Linked DNA regions of Mus musculus: regions 1 and 2 are each linked to region 3. A link is a contact called in public HiCAR-type and HiChIP or PLAC-seq data. All regions are on one chromosome and are shown on one strand. Each heading gives the region's core, a stretch centred on a gene start, on an enhancer-like site or on the middle of the called end of the contact. The rest is flanking DNA. Distances are from core to core; before and after follow the strand shown. Region 1 overlaps Vps50 (VPS50 EARP/GARPII complex subunit). Region 2 overlaps Vps50 (VPS50 EARP/GARPII complex subunit). Region 3 holds the start of Bet1 (Bet1 golgi vesicular membrane trafficking protein).

Region 1 (3,483 bases), core at 338-2,837, 580 kb before region 3:
TGAGATCTGAGAATAGGTTTGCATTATATAATTAGTTTGAATTGTTTCTTTTGGAAGTAGATCAACCCTATATCTATTTGTTCAGTGATTTATGACTTTAATAATACTGATCAAATATTGAAAACCATATATTTTTTCTTGTTCACTGTATATAGATTTTGGCAACTAAATTTATTAATTTTTTGCTTTCAATTAGGGCTCTAACAGGATGTTAGCTTTACGAGACCACAGCAGTTGTAACTGTCATTTCTGCCCTGCCATCTTGACTGATGAAAAGATGCTAACAGTTAAAACACACACAAGACAAGAGAGCAGACAGGAAATGTATGCTTAGAGGAACAAAATCTCTCCTCCTCATCCTTCTAACACACTCAGTCTGTCTGTCTCTCTGTCTCTGTCTATCTGTCTCTCTTAGCTTCCTGCCCTCTAGGTAGAGAATCAAGCATGTGTAAACTGTGATCTAATATGAGAGACGTTGGGGTTCCAGGATTTATTCTATTAATTTTCTGCAGTTTTGATAGTGACCTATGAACTGAGGGATTCATGTCAGTTTGCATTATATAATTAGTTTGAATAGCTACCTAAAATTGAGTGCTATGTGTATAAGGTGCTGTTTGTGCTGACTTTAGTTGTGAGGGGGGCAGTTACAACTAGTTACTTATGGATTAGGTTTTGGGCTCAATCAGTATGGAGTTTTGGATAATTTGAAATTACCAAAATGCAAAGCTTGTAGTTGTTTTATTTTTTCCTTAAACACAGATGAATTCCCTAAGAAGTGACCCTGTGATGTGAAATTGTTTTTTAAAATGACCATTTCGTTCCTTAGAAACCGTAAATATCTTGGAAATGTTCTCCTCACATCCTTCATTTGAGGGCTTGCTTTGTTTTATGGATTTGAATCCCCATAAAACCTTTTGTTTTTATGTTGAGATTAAAAGTAGCCCGGCTAAAGCAGAAATACTGACTGAAATATCTGTTACGAATCTTTTTCTTCACTTCTCATAAAGCTACATCCGCAGTCTACGTTTTCTGTGTGTTTGTTCCTGTAGCGTTATCTACCTCCGAGATAATCGAATGGAGGAGCAGCTAGGTGGTAATGTAGTCAATGTGCTGCGTGTGAGACCGGGAAATAGCCTCTAAACAGCAAGTTCCCTGCCAGGTTGCTCAAATAAGCCAGGCTGCTTTATTCCCTTAATAAAATATTGAACATCGATGCTTACTTTTGATACTGTGTCTGGTACAATGGCATATGTTATTTACTTTCATTAGAGGAAAACATAATTCTAACACCTATACATGTATGTATGTCTGTACATACCCGTGGTTTACAAGTCCCAATTGTTGCCTTGCTTCTTATGGCTTCCTAGTGTTTTCATGCCATGTTTTTGTTTTTCAAATCAAGGCTCTTTATTGCTTGATTCTGCATCACAATTTCATAATTGCATTTTGTTCTGGTCCTCGCTTTAAACTTGGATTTCTCTGTGTTCTTCTGTCTTCTGAATTTCTCTTTCCTCCCTGGGGTTGAGAGCACTTGTGCGCTGGTCTTTTGTCTCCTTTCTTCCCTCCGCTCTGCTGGCCTTGCTGTTTATTTGTTCATCAGGCTCTTTAGTCACTGCTGGAGGGCAAGGCCGATTTTTACTCAGCCCTGGCTGTGCTGTGGAGGAGAGTTTTACATGTGGAGAATAAAATCAACATTTGCTCCATGCGGCTCCACTGACCGAGGGTCGGTATCAGAGCCTGTGAAGCAGGCTATCAAGCCTAAGTGATGGCACCGTGGGCCCAAGTGTTCTTGTGCTTTCTCGGCTTTCGTTTCCTCTGTCTGCAGTTGGATCCACGACTTTGTCTCTTTCCAGCTTTAACTATGAGATGCGTTGATGTACATTTTCTGTATTTTAGTGACTGACCGTTTTGTTGCATTTTTATAGCATTTACTTGTTGGCAAATTAGTTTTGGATTTTCACATTTTAAAGAGCTTTTACAGTGCACTAATCTTAATACTCATTTAATTATACTCTGTAACTATAAAATAAATCCTTAAATACTTCATTAATAATATAACAGTTGGCAAGACTGAACTGTTTATTTCAAAATTTACCTGACCTATCTCATTATTGTAACCTCTTTTTTCTTAACATGTTTTAATATGCCGTAAAGGGTTTTATTTGGATCTAGTTTTTTCTGTTTGCCTTAAAATTTTTATAGGGAGTCTTTTGTTCATTTTGTATATAAAATATCTCATACTTATGAACTACCCTGTTGATTCTATTTTAGATACAGAATTGCATATTTTTGTACATCTCTAATGCTAGGCAGTGAGTTTTTAACTCTAGCAAAATTATGCAACAGTTATATTAAAATATGCAGTGTAGCTGTTTGTGTTTATTTTTCTCATTTACATACAGAAAATACTCTTACATTTTTGTGATTTCTCATTAATAGAAGCATTATGAGTTTATGGACCATGGTGCTTACCACAACTGTCTTTGTCTCATATTTCTTTTGACTATCCCTCCCTGTTAAATTACAGAATGCCCTGTAATTGTTCCTGGAGTGCTGTGGATCTGGGCACTGCACAGCATCACGATGTAGTTCCCAGTGTGGCTGGGACTAAGCAGGCGGCCTGCTGAGGGAGGAAGTGTGTAGGGAGGGATGAGGTGGAAGGAAGCAGTGCCTGGCAGGCTGCACATGCAGCAGCTGCAAGAGACACAGTCTCTTCCAAGCAGTATGAATGAGCTCAGATGTGCATTTCACAGAGAAGTCACTAGATGGGCTGGAAGGAGGGCTGTTTTATTGGGATGCAGTGATGTATCAGGGTATCTGGGTCCACAAAAGTGTTAACGGGAGAAAGACCACTGTCACAAATCATCAAGGCCAAACTAATTAAAGCAAGCAATTAGTTAAAGCAAGCTTTTTTATTTGTGTACACAAGCTGCCTCCTCCTAAGGTGGGGATTGAGAGGTCAGACTTGGGTGTGAGGAAGACAAGGGTTTGTTTGTTTGTTTGTTTGTTTATGTATATAGCGCAGGGTTTCTAAATCAAGGATTTGGTGGGTTACTAGAACAGAACATAAGCATAGCATGTTAGCCATAAGGGCCTGCTGAAACAGAGACATGATTACAAGTGGTCGTGACAACAGGTAGTCATAGCAGGGTAGCCATAACAACCCTTTTGAAACCAAGTTAGGGTTGCAAGATGGTAATTAATTTTTGAAACAAAGTTATGATTGCCATTCCTGGACCGGGCAGAAGGGAGCCATTTGTAGTTATGGTTACAAGGAGGGTATAGCCGCATCCTTGAGAAACAGAGTTTTAATCATAAACTGGAATGCACTTAGTGTGTCTTTACTATAAGATGGCTTTTAAGCCTAAGGTTGAGGCATGCTGGTTGTTGAGAGGCCCTCACTGTATGCTCTGCCTTTTCCTGCCTTGCTCCATTTGTCTCTGCCCTTCACTTAGGATTGTCCCATTAGAGTATGAAGTGCTC
Region 2 (3,398 bases), core at 454-2,953, 550 kb before region 3:
ACTGTAGCTTGCCATCTAATGTGTGTCTTTGCACACTCGTTGTCCACAGTCTTCCGTGAAAAACATGGAACTGTTGGGGTTCAGGAATCACTGCACAAACCACTGATCTCAGTTAAGCCAGAGTAGTTTATTGAACACACCTCCCCCAAGACCAATCGATATGGACCTTAAAAAAGGACTTGGGAGCCTAATGTTGGTACCAATCTGTTCTTAGGGCAGGCTTTATATAGGGAAAACCAAGTTCAGAAGGTGAGAAAGCAAGGCTGGAGGCAGTACTACATGTTTGGCTAACTAGACAAAGTACTAACAGCTGGCTGTTAAGTGATTGGTCCTATGTGAGGGTGTGAGGGGTGGTGAACAGGGGAGTTTCAGAGCATTGAGATAACAGGGCAGAAGTAATACAACCATAGGTTTACTATCTTTAAGGAAAAATTTTCAGTGTCAGCTATGGATAATTACACTTCTGGGAAGTAGTGTCTGAGAACCTAAACTTAATTTCACCTTTTGAGCAAAATGGAGACTGAATCCAAAGCAGGCCTCAACAGAAAGAAGGGGAATGGTGTGAAACTTAATCGTATCTCCTATATCTAGAATAATTCATTTAATTATTCAACCTTTACACGTGATAGGCACAAGCTTTTATCTTTTTCTTTTTTGTAAAATGGTGCCTTTTGGAAAGAAATTCAAGACTGTACCAAATGTTTTGAATTCTATTTAGTATTTAAAAGCTGATTTTTTGGTCTTTTCTTAATTTTTATATTTTAACTTGTATCTTGGGAAGACTACAAGACAAATAAATGTACGTGGTACCTATTTACAGTATTACTCCAGGTCTCAGAGTATAAATTGTCATCTATATCCTGTTCTGGTGAGGGAAACCAACCAGTGTAGTCAATGTTCTATTGCTGGGAAGAGACACCATGACCAGGGCAACTCTTAGAAAAGAAGGGCAACGTTTAGTTGAGAGCTTGCTTACAGTGTCAGAAAGTTACTCTTATTATCATGATGGGGAGCATGAGACAACTCAGGCAGTCATGGTGCTGGAGAAATGGCTGTGAGCTTTACATCCGATCCATCGACAGCAAGCAGACAGAGATGTGGATCTACATGCTGTCCCCCGCCCACATGGATCACGGGACAGTTTGGTCCACAAGGGTAGTGGGAACAGAAACTGGGAGAGGGGTTTCAGAAACCCTGTGAGTACGTCCGTGAATAAGCACATCCTGACCAGCTATCAGGGGCAGATCACCTTTATTTAGGTGATTCAAGGCTTATAAACTTTTGGGGATTGAGGGTAAGCACATCCAGGATGGGCAAATGTTAGGTGCATAGGATATCCGGAATACATCATTAACATAGGGAAGCATTTCAGGACTCTCAGCTGCTGGCTAAACAGATTTTATCAGGACAAAGGAAATTGATGCTGTAATCCAATTGAGACTACCTGTTGGGGCTTAGAATTCTCCAGATAAGGTCACTAATAAATTCTGGCCCATATTGCACAGTCTAGAGGCTATCTGGTCATGGTGGACTTCACCCTTAATTAGAGTTTTCCCCCAAGAGATAGGGAGCCTATGCCTGAGTTGGCCTTTTGAAACCTCAAAGCCTACCCACAGTGACACACTTCCTCCAACAAGACCACACCTACCCAGCAAGAACACACCTCCTAATCAGTCTAATCCTTTCAGATCGTTCCACTCCCTGGTGAGCAAGCATTCTAATGTGTAAAGTTATGGGAGCCATTCTTACTCATACCACCACAGATGCACATGGTAAAGTTGTAAGTGAAGATGCTGTCAAGTGGTATAGGAAGTGCTGCAAAGAGCTATACCCAGAGAAACCAAAAAAGAGTGGTGGAAACATACTGACTTAAATAGTTGAGTCAGAAAAGGCTTCTCTGAGAAGCTAACCATTGAGAAATCTCCTGAACAGTGTAAGAGAAGGAGTGTTACAGGACAGGAGACACAGGTACAATTATGTGTGACGGGCCAGAATGCCAGTTATAAATGAGAACAGCAGCACAGTTTCAGTTACACGCAGCCTGAATGGTGTGATGCCACGGGTATATGAAAGCTGCTTTGCACACACTGTGTACTACACTCAATTCTAAGGCTATCCGTGCTGTTGCTCTAGTTGATGAGGTTTTGCTAGTCTGTTCTGTCTAGTCTTGACATGTATTTTAGACTATGAAATTATGTTGTTTATTTTTTCTTTCCTAGACTGCGATGGATCAGCTTCATATGCACTTCACTCAAGCCATTCACAACACCGTATTTCAGGTTGTGCTTGGCTATGTGGAGCTGTGTGCAGGAAACACGGATACAAAATTCCAGAAGCTTCAGTATAAAGATCTCTGTACGGTGTGTATTAGTTTCTTTTTTCTTCTTCTCTCCCTTAGGTTTTAAATCAGTAATTTCCTGCTTCTTTGCACCTATTGCCTGAAGATGCCCCTAAAATAAAAGCAAACATATTTATCATTTTTTTTCTTTTCTAATGTGGTTCTTCCTAGAAAGCAGGCGAGGAGTGGACATATTTAGGGTACACTTTAGCAGGAAGTGTGGCTGACCCCTAGCTCAGAGTGTCTACAGAACCACAGAGGAAACTGCCCATCTGTTTGCTACTCATTGAGGTTTTTTCCTTCCCTTTTCTTTTTTTGGTTGTTTTGTTTGTTTTTCAGATATCTTGAGTTTGGGATTACCTCCTTTAGTCTCCCAGGTTTCAGATGCCGCCACCTTAACTTGCTTGGTACCTGTTAACCATCCAGTGGCCTTGTATATGATGTTGTTAGTATGGCTATAATTGGTAGATGACTTTAAGTGATATAGTAGGTAATTACAAGTTTGTAATTTCAACTAAATAGGAAATGATTCCTACTAATTCAAAGGAAGCACTTTAAACAAATAACGGTCTAGTCTTTTTACAGTGGTTAACGCTGATGTTTGTGTCTGTACTTATTGTTTTTGTATGCTTTTTAAAGTCAAGGCTTTATGAGCTAGTCCTCTACATTCAAACTCTTAATTCCACAATTAAGATGATTCTATATGCTTTGATGAGTGAAAAGTTATGCACGATGTGTTTCTCATTGTGTTTCTTTTGGATTATTGTCACTTAAAAAAAAAACGGTGATGATAAGGTGATCTTTGAAATAGCTGTTTCTTGTCATTGTGAATTGCCTCTTCAAAAAATGCTTTTTCAAGTTAGCCCTAAAAGATTTCTGGTACCTCAGTACAAAGGTAGTCATATATATGTGGTAGCAGTTGAACTATATATAATTCAGTTGTGGGGAAAATTGGTTTGCTACTATTCTAGAGCTTAGTCATAGAAACCACGCATACATATAAAATATTGCCTAGTACGATGAAATAATAAAGCTTTTAGAGACGAGTATAGTATTGACC
Region 3 (3,309 bases), core at 598-3,097:
AGGGGACTCTTGCCTGCTGATTCTAATTTAATTGAAAATCTAATTTAACATCTTTCTGAGTAATTGTAACATACAATACAAGTCAGAGATAGAAACCTACTGTCAAATCCCTGACCTGCACGTATTAAAAACAGTACAGCACAAACAAAATTCCAATAGGCCAGTGGCCTACTGATGAATGTAAAGTCCTTGAATAGTCAGATCGTTCGGGTGCCTCAGGGTCCTAGCTTCACTCAGAGTGACTTCATCACCACAACCTCTTGTATACATCATTCATAACTACCCTGAATCTTGTTTGGCCATCTTCTCATCTGGGACTTACTTCTCCCAACCCTCACAGTCACCAGCATCCTTCAGGTTCTCCGGCTCCAGGAAGCCCACCGTGAGCCATGGATTATTAAGCCCCCACTGCATTTACTATCCGATGAACTTAACCTGTACTGGGATGAAGTTACCACCTTGGATCGTACTTTGTCATCTGCTTCCGCAGCAATTTATCTTCTGCTCCACAGTAACCCTGAAAGCTTTGGGAAGCACATGGTGCGTCACAATAAATGTCTGCTGTTATTAGTGTTGGAAAAATGTAGGCATATATGACTAATCATGTTTGAAAATAGTTCTTTAGGTTATTTGAGATGAACTAATTTCTTTCAATGACTGAAAGGATTCATAAAACTAAATTTACAACTTCTTCACATGCAACTACTTATTGACAACCCTGTCAATCTATATTACTGACACCATTCAAGGCCCTTATTTTTCAGTGGTTTTAAAGTCCACACATTCTATTCCTATAACCAACCTTATTGAAACTACTACCATGTCTCTGCACTGTCATGAATATTGTGTTCCTTCTTACATAATCAAAACCCATAACAAGCCGTGAATTATGAGTTGCAAAAGAGGCTTTAGTTTTCATACCTAACTTTAAGTGTTTGTCCATTCACTGGCTTTAACACCTCAAATTTTTAAAAACTATTTTTTTTTTTACTATTCCAATGTCTGCCAGAACAGCAACATCCTTTTTAATATTTCACACATTTTTTTCAAGCATTCTGCCCTTCCTTCTTTAAGACATGGCTAATAGAGAAAGAACTTCAGTTATTACTAAGCTATTCCTTCCCCTGACCCATTTAAGTCATCAAAACCAACATCTACTGCCTTAGCAGTGGGACAAGGTCTAGGTCAGAAGTGTTCCAAGTAACTCGCCTTTGACCCAGACCTTTCATAACAGGCACTTTAACAATAAGGACACGTAAATTCACCTTTGTAACTCACGGTTATCAAACTAACGCATCATTATTAGTGGGCTTAAAGCTTACTACTCCCCAAATGTCATTTCTTAAAAAAAAAAAAAAAAAGTTAAGATCCAGAATGAGTAAAGCAAAGGAAACAGCAAGGCTTGGGAAATTGGGTTACTCCCCAAACTAGCACATAGAAAAAGAAAAACTTATGCTAACCAATTCACCGCTCTGTGCAACCTAGCATATAGGTTTAAACTTTTGTCTAAATACAACTTCAGGAAACCGTTCGGAACTAGGACACAGGAAGAGAACCTTCTCCAAAGAACCCAAATAACTCGCTTTTGAACACCAAAGTCATTGACAGAGGGCCGGTAGTCTCCTCCCACAACCCTGCTCCCGACTCAGCAGGTCCTAGGGTCCCCAAACTTCGAACCTCAGCACTGTTCTTACCCAGGCCTGCACGCCTCATCCTGCCAGGAGAGGGAAAGGCGGGCAAGGAGGAGTGAGTAGGAAAGGGCCAGGGTCACCCGACCTCGGCTTCAGTCCCAGGGCTCCTAAGAGCAACAACTTTTTGCCTCAGAGCGCCACGACATCAGTAAAGTCTAAACACCGCGCCGGTTTATGTCGTCACTCGGACACATATAGGCGTCCTGAAATGCGATTACTAGTTGCATTCTGGGAAATGTAGTTTTCCGTCTTCTGGGGCACTGGGTAAGAGGGGCGTGGTAGGAACAATGCCTGGAATGGGCGGGGCTTCCGGAAGGGCAGCGACAGCTGCTGGGGCTCTAGTCCTGTTATTCTGGGTCATTACTTAATCCAGAACTTTTAGTATGGCACTTTTTGATGTTAGTGCCAACTTTAACCTGGGAGAGTTACCCCTCCCTAGCCGGGATGATGGTTGACTCTTTCATGATTTTCCCTTGCACTCCCGCTCACCCAAAGTCAGAGGTGAGAAAGTCAGTGCAAACTTTGTTCAAACAGAGTCTCATCTTACTGTCTGAGCCTCTTAGCAGGAAAGGAAAATCAATCCTCTTCCTTCCTGATCCTGCCCAGTGGAATAGTTAAAAAAAAATATATATATATATACACATATATATATATATATATATATGTGTGTGTGTGTGTGTGTGTGTGTGTGTGTGTGTGTGTGTGTATGTATGTATGTATGTATGTATCCTTGCAGTAGAACTTCCGGGTAGGGAAGTGGGGAGTCTCAGCTTCCTAACGCATTTGATCTAAGTCTGGAAAGAACTGTGATATTTAGCTTTTAAACACTCCACCCTACTTAGAGCTTTTAAAACGTACACACAAATACCTCATACTTGTTTCCATGGAGCATGTAGCCATCCTCTGCTACATATGCAGCAAGTACCCTTAGCTGCTGAACCACCTCACTACACACATTATACTTCATAATAGAAACACATTGCACTAACACTCTGCCCTCAGCTTACTGTGGTTTGATGGCTGAAAGAAAGAGTCTAAGTTCCGCCTTCTTTGCTTCTATTGCTATGTGATAATTTTCAATTCAACTAATACAGAATGTGAGATGAGTATGGGGATATAACAAAGATCCTTGATGATTTTATCACAAGTTCTTATTCAAGTACAACATGTGACTATGGGAACTATAAGTGTTCATACTCGAGCATAAACATGCCATCTTCACCTTGTAGCTTTTAATATCTTGCAAAATTTGATGAGTCAGAGGGCTATCAGAATCCAGAGCATATTAATGAAGAACAATAAAAACACTTATTACAAATATATCATTTGCACATGAGCATGTTATATTATGCCATTAGACTTCATTTGCATGATACAAGATCAAAGACAAAAATTATTAAGAGTTTCAGAACAATGAGGCACACCAAACAAGTGTGGGGGTTTGAGCAAGGGCACAGGGTCACTACATTGGCTGCATAACCATAAACTTGCATTTGTCTTAGGAAACATTTTTTGATTATTCAAGGTCATAATTCATAGAAGAAGAGGAAAGAAATGGGAATATATGAATGAGATTGATGTGACAGAAAGATATAGGTAGATAGGGATAAGGAGGTTG

What was found. HiCAR-type assays count read pairs that join an accessible place to other places. HiChIP or PLAC-seq counts read pairs in DNA pulled down with a chosen protein or histone mark.
Region 1: a HiCAR-type map of astrocytes shows a contact between it and region 3, with 2.9 times the contacts expected there. The contact joins the enhancer-like site here to the promoter of Bet1 in region 3. A contact is called at or near these places in 11 of 39 promoter capture datasets (the 3T3-L1 cell line, 3T3-L1-derived adipocytes, the C10 cell line and 7 more), 32 of 484 Hi-C or Micro-C datasets (B cells, CD4 T cells, CD8 T cells and 23 more), 4 of 115 datasets of contacts at active chromatin or transcription factors (astrocytes, embryonic stem cells and stem cell-derived neural progenitor cells) and 2 of 9 other capture datasets (adipose tissue and liver).
Region 2: a contact with region 3 is called in an H3K4me3 HiChIP or PLAC-seq map of the 230-238 cell line, with 4 times the contacts expected there. The contact joins the enhancer-like site here to the promoter of Bet1 in region 3. A contact is called at or near these places in 5 of 39 promoter capture datasets (the 3T3-L1 cell line, the HPC-7 cell line, HPC-7-derived erythroid cells and 2 more) and 2 of 115 datasets of contacts at active chromatin or transcription factors (the 230-238 cell line and embryonic stem cells).

What each region holds. Positions count from the first base shown.
Region 1 is chr6:3,510,159-3,513,641 of GRCm38.p6, forward strand. All of the region lies in intron 2 of Vps50 (VPS50 EARP/GARPII complex subunit), which reads left to right. Among named protein-coding and RNA genes, the nearest start is that of Vps50, 14 kb to the left of the region's middle. Within about 2 kb of position 1,588, at least 57 of the 459 cell types and tissues checked have an H3K27ac peak or open chromatin away from gene starts, as enhancers often do. A contact at or near this core is called in the HPC-7 cell line, astrocytes, cerebellar granule neurons and 4 more, where this site is marked.
Region 2 is chr6:3,534,613-3,538,010 of GRCm38.p6, forward strand. It overlaps Vps50 (VPS50 EARP/GARPII complex subunit), which reads left to right. Exons shown (of 28, transcript NM_024260.5): 12 at 2,220-2,360. Among named protein-coding and RNA genes, the nearest start is that of Gm52885, 34 kb to the right of the region's middle. Within about 2 kb of position 1,704, at least 14 of the 459 cell types and tissues checked have an H3K27ac peak or open chromatin away from gene starts, as enhancers often do. A contact at or near this core is called in the 230-238 cell line and the HPC-7 cell line, where this site is marked.
Region 3 is chr6:4,085,083-4,088,391 of GRCm38.p6, forward strand. Bet1 (Bet1 golgi vesicular membrane trafficking protein) reads right to left here and starts at 1,848. Exons shown (of 4, transcript NM_009748.3): 1 at 1,695-1,848. The coding sequence starts at 1,713.